Regions from separate parts of the Zea mays genome. Here region 2 is linked to region 1. Evidence: chromatin contacts called from public Hi-C data. All regions are on one chromosome and are shown on one strand. The core of a region is the stretch at or near the end of the contact, and the rest is flanking DNA. Distances in the headings are between cores, read along the strand shown. Region 1 holds the start of LOC100285632. Region 2 overlaps LOC100277284 (a long non-coding RNA gene).

Region 1 (2,899 bases), core at 223-2,722:
AAAATATAAGCATGTTGAGAATGTAGCATACCTCCATCGACACGAACACTGCAGGTGCTTGCTGAGTATTTCTTGAGAGAATCAATAACACGTGGAGTGCAGTACTCATCTGCTGCGGCAAAGCCAAGGTAGTTGTACGAGCCCAGGTTGAGGCATTTAGTGGTATTTGAGGTACGCCTGCAACAATAATGAGCATTAGCGACAGTTCGAACTTGTTTTTCTTGCAATAATTTATGTCTGAATGATCATTCAATTTACATCTTGAAAAGTGAATGAAAGATATGCTTAACTATGTTTAGCCTATTGTCGTATTGGCTAAGCTGAAATTGTTTCCATAAATTAGAATAATAGAATAAATGCTTACTGTAATGTCTTGTTATTGTCGTTTGAGGTGCGCTCAACAACATCAAACCATGAATCAGGTGCACTTGCTATCGGCCTACCAAAGCAATCCTGTAAAACCACAAAGGACGGATTGGTTATATCCTGAGGTGCACAATCTTGCTTAGCAAAACAGACTTGAATCCGACATTAACCAGGAAAATACATGTAATTTACAGCTCCAAGTATTTCAGAATATATAGTATTTTGGTCTAGAATAATATTCATAGCGGGCATATATGTTCACTAGTGCCAGGTGCATAAGACATTCAAATGCATAAAGAATAGGCATAAAAATCAGGAAGATTGCATTTAAAATGCTCATAAATAAACAAAAAAATCTAATCCTTTGAACATATAGCATACTTCAATGTACTCGGATAGGGCGCTCCAAATATACACCTGCACAGCCTATTTTCAAGATAATACACAGAAATTTCTTCGGACATCAATGAATTCGGATGTGTTTATCTCACCTGGATCCGCAGGTACAGTCGTCGCACATAGAAATCCTCCAGTCCCAGGCAGATCGGCGCGTAGCCCTGTATGAAGCCAAACGCTGAATCAGAAATACCAAGAAAAATTGGGACGGGATCTCCCGGATCCGGGTGCGGGGAGGCGGAATTCGGCCGGCCGGCCGGCCGGCCGCCCTGCGTACCTTGACGTTCTTGGCCTTGAACCAGTCGACGAACTTGCGGAAGAAATCCCTGAGCTGGCCGAAGGCGAAGAGCAGCCCGTAGCTGAACAGCGTGGTCAGCGCCGTTGTGTAAGGCAGCCTCACCATCTTGCCCCTTCCTTAATCCCCCGGGGTCTCCTCCGGTTGCCGAGACGCCACCCGAGCTATCCCGAAAATTATTTGACTTTTTTTGGCCGGAGAGCTCGTCCGTCAGAATTCGAATCCTTGACTGACCGCGAATGCAAGGTGTTCTCGGATTCCAAGATAGCTTCTTGGAGATCTCCCGCCCTGTCTGGCTGGCTGTGAATTGGATTCGATGAGACTGGAGCGAATGAAGCGTTGATGGGGAGAAGGACGCGGGGAGAGGAGGGATTTAAGGGAGGGGAGAGTGAGAGGGGGTCGTCAATGGCGACTGCGCGGCCAAGGGAGGAGGAGGTGTAAGGGTTTGAACGTTGAACAGCGCGACGGGGAAGCAAGGGAAGAACGGGAGGAAGGACACAGACAGCCAACCAATGAGGGAGCCAATCTGTAAACATCTTTTTTTTCTCTATTTGTTGTTTTGTCTCTATATGAATGTTTCTGCAATTGTGCATTTACAGGAATTCCAGGGTGGTTTGTACAATAATTGTAAGACAAAAAATAAAATAATTTGACAGTAGGCAGTTCACTATCAATGGGATTGAGAAAGCAAGGAGTTGTTCGCTTAGGATTAAGGGATGTTTGGTTTATAGGAATTAATTTTTAGTTCCTTTATTTTATAATATTTTGGTCTCTAGATTGTTAATACAAGGACTATCCATATCTAACAATTTAAAGACTAAAATTGAATAAAACAGAGGAACTAAAAATTAGGCCCCGTTTGATTCATTTAGCCCAGAGACTAAAGTTTAGTTAGGAGATTAAAGTTTAGTCCCTACTCTGTTTGGTTCTAGGGACTAAAACAATTTAAAACACATTAAATAAATTATAAGAGGACTAAAATACCTCATAACATTCCTCGTCGTTAATGCAACTGAAATAAAAGAGAGCAAAAAGTGGAATTTAAATGGTTTAGTCTCTTTTAGTCACCTCTTAAGAGACTACATACTAAAACAATTTAGTCCATGTTTTTGTCCTACCATTTGACAATTTAGTGACTAAATAGGACTAAAATGAAGTGACTAATCTTTAGTCCCTCAAACCAAACGAGACCTTAGTCCCTATAAATCAAACACCTCCTAAAGTCAGATGTTCGGACTGCTATAACTACAATCGATAAAGACAAAATATTATAGAACCAGTAGAAACTGTACGAATTAAAGCCAAACGTACTGGCTTTAAATCACAAGCATGACAAAATGTTCACTGAACCCGCTAGGGAGATTGAGAAGAAACTCATCATTTCAAAGACGGTGATCAATGCTGTTAGATGACAATATATTTCTTGAAACATTGTGTCCTGTTGAAATATAAGGTTATCTCCAATAAACTTCTTATCACATCTTATATCATACTCTTTATTTCAAACTCCACTATATAAACAGTGTAGTGATCATGGCATGATAACTCTGCCTCCCATGTTGATCTAGTGTTTTTCATATGCTCTTATTAATTAAGTAGGATGCGACATTGAATAACTTCCAACAATCTATGTAATAATTTTGTTACAATAAAATTATATTTAGCTACACTAAACGCTTGATTGGTTGGGTGGGCAAGCACGCACAGGCACGCATGATCCTGGCCAACTGGATACGTCCATTTTGAGGGTATCTCTAGATGCAACCAAAGTAACTTATTTTGCATCTGCTTATGCGACACACGTCTCGAGCATACAATCAACCAAACAAAAACTCAAATAAA
Region 2 (2,899 bases), core at 232-2,731, 120 kb after region 1:
AGGGGCACCGGACTGTCCGGTGCCGCAAGAGGACAAAGCCCCCAACGGTCGACCGGGCTCCAGACCCTAACAGTTGGGTGACGTGGCGGCGCATCGGACAGCCTACAGTGCTTGTCCAGTGGCGCACCGGACTATCCGGTGCGCCCATCGCCAGCAGCCTCCCCAACGGCTACTTTGGTGGTTGAGGGCTATAAATACCCCCAACCACCACAACTCCAAGCATCCAAGATTTCTGAACATCACATTCAATACAAGAGCTCTAACATTCACTCCTAGACACAATTCAAAAGATCAAAGTCTCTCCAAGTCCCAAATTCACCTCAAATACTTAGTGACTTGTGAAAGAGTGATTTCGTGTTCTTTTGAGATCTTGCTTCTTGGATTGCCTTTCTTCTTTTCCCATTCTTATTCTCAAGTGCTTTGTAAGCGAGGCAATAGACACCAAGTGTGGTGGTCCTTGCAGGGTCTTACTGACCCATGAGATTAAGGAAGAATACTCACTCGGTCTAAGTGACCGTTTGAGAGGGAAAGGGTTGGAATAGACCCGGTCTTTGTGACCTCCTCAACGGGGACTAGGTTCTTTGGAACCGAACCTCGGTAAAACAAATCACCGTGTTCATTCACTTGACTTCTATTTGATTTGTTTTCCCCTCTCTCCCGGACTTGATTTTAGTTCTAACGCTAACCCCGACTTGTAGTGTGTTTAAAGTTGTAAATTTCAGATTACGCCTATTCACCCCCCTCTAGGCGACTTTCATGCATAACCAACAAAATAATACACAAAAGAAATTTAATATATGTAATGCATAGAAAAAGCATGTCATAATATACCAATTGAAAGTCAACATAATTACATCGGTCTTAGAATACCACATGTATAAATCCAGTTGGACTTGATACAAATTTATATGATTACTATTTAAAACTAAAGCATTATACTTATCACCATGGACTTGATTTTCTTTATAACCAGACTACTACATATATGATAAGCTTAAAAAGGATGTTAGTCTTAAAGATACCAACTTATAGTGACCTCCCCTAAAAGTATGTATATAAGTTTGAAATACTTGTAGGAGACTCCATAAATTCACCATAGAGCAGCTATATAATTGGATCTAAAATTATCGAAGTGTTTGGTACAGTTCTACCTTCATCTCTATCTTACTTATGCATATATCCTACTTCTTAGACCGTCTCCAGCAGACCATATATATGGTCGTGCAAAATACTGTTTTATAATATAGAGTGCATTATTTATATAGTAGAGTTTGAAAAGAAAATGAGATAGAAGGTATGGTTGGACCATAGGAAACATGCTGGAGCCGCCCTAGGAGGCAAAATACATAAAACAGTAAAATGATTTATCCTTCATCGGTTCATGTGGGAACCATGCAGCACACGGCGGTGGACATGATGTCCACAGTAACTAGGCATGGGCATGCGACCCCTCCACGACCAAGCATGGGCTCCATGGCCACGACATTCAGGTGTAGGCGCGACGACCATGGTGCAGGTGGGGATGGTCATGTGTGTGGTGGCTAGGGGTGGCTCGCCGAGCGTAGCAAACACGAGGATAGTCGTGATGAGGAGTAGACAAGGACGAAGAAGACGTGAAGGAAAGTACATAACATTTTTTTCTCTTTAACGAGTGACATATTGAGTAATTCTTTTAACTCCACTAAATTTGGATTTTGTTTGATACTCTTTCGTTCTAATTTATAATTCGTTTGACTTTTTCAATACTAACTTTGACCACAAGTCTTATTCTAAAAAAATATGAAAAAACGAAAAATCATTATGGTTTTTTTATTATCAAATATACCGAGCAATTGAAAAGTACCAATGCGCATTCAAAAGAACATATAAATGTCAACAGCAGCACATCACAACATCTAATCTAATATACAGATTGATACATTGTTACAGCTTAGTGTCAAGGCCACGCCCGCCAAATATGTCTGCAACAGAAAATGTATGATAAGGAATGAACTTGACCGTCAAAGGTGCCAGCTGAATAGTGCTGCGGTCATTCACAACAACTCGAGACAACAAGTACTATTGGTGTCGTCAAAGACCAGGTAAAACAATATCATCAAACATAATAACATGGAGAAATATAAACCATAAAACTCGAACGTCAGAGCAAAGGCGATCCATAGACTATCTTCTTGGGGCTTTAAGGTGCAACAAGTGCCAAAGTGTTTGCTCAAGATGGGGTACAACACAATTATGAAGTGGAGCAAAAGATGATGTGATCTAAAATAAAATCATTCAATCGAAGATCCTTAGCTGAAAACTTCGCAGTCAACAGAACTGACTAAGACCACAGAGGCTACACCTCCTTCCCAACACCATCCTACTTGTCTTTGCTTTTCTCTGCTTCCTGCTCATATCGACGTTTGAACTTCGCAATCTGGCCGAGGCTTTGAGCCATTTGCCGCTTGGCCCTCATGTGGTACACTTTGCCAGTATGATTCACCTTGGTCATCATGATATTGATCAGCCTACCACTCTGCGTCACATATGAAATCCATTGCATCTGAGGATGCAGTCCTTTCCTCATCCTTCAGACCTATTCAGAAATAACCAGGAGAGCAATTGCATCATTTGAATAATAATAATAACAATAGCATTTACTGATGCCGAACCTCTCTGTGACTTGTGAGTTATAAACCTTGATCACTACAATCCAAATAGATACAGTTAAGGGCATATTTGGTTACATGAGACTAAACTTTAGTCCCTCTTTTTTAGTCCTTAAATTACTAAAAATAGGACTAAAGAGGGGAAGAAATCTGATTTATTCCCTTTTAGTCTTCATATTTAGTAATTTAGAGACTAAAATAGACTAATGTTTAGTCCCATGGAACCAAACAGCCCCTTAATGATCGTCTAA

What was found. A called contact is a pair of places that touch in the nucleus more often than the background predicts.
Region 2: a Hi-C map of leaf shows a contact between it and region 1, with 4 times the contacts expected there. The contact joins the enhancer-like site here to the promoter of LOC100285632 in region 1. A contact is called at or near these places in 3 of 25 Hi-C or Micro-C datasets (endosperm, leaf and tassel).

Annotation. Positions count from the first base shown.
Region 1 is chr4:23,917,614-23,920,512 of Zm-B73-REFERENCE-NAM-5.0, forward strand. LOC100285632 reads right to left here and starts at 1,473. Exons shown (of 12, transcript NM_001158523.1): 1 at 1,040-1,473; 2 at 858-923; 3 at 365-453; 4 at 32-177. The coding sequence starts at 1,165.
Region 2 is chr4:24,040,775-24,043,673 of Zm-B73-REFERENCE-NAM-5.0, forward strand. LOC100277284 (a long non-coding RNA gene) reads right to left here. Exons shown (of 2, transcript XR_565157.3): 2 at 2,083-2,575. Among protein-coding and RNA genes, the nearest start is that of LOC100277284, 4.9 kb to the right of the region's middle. Within about 2 kb of position 1,482, at least 9 of the 20 cell types and tissues checked have an H3K27ac peak or open chromatin away from gene starts, as enhancers often do. A contact at or near this core is called in leaf, where this site is marked.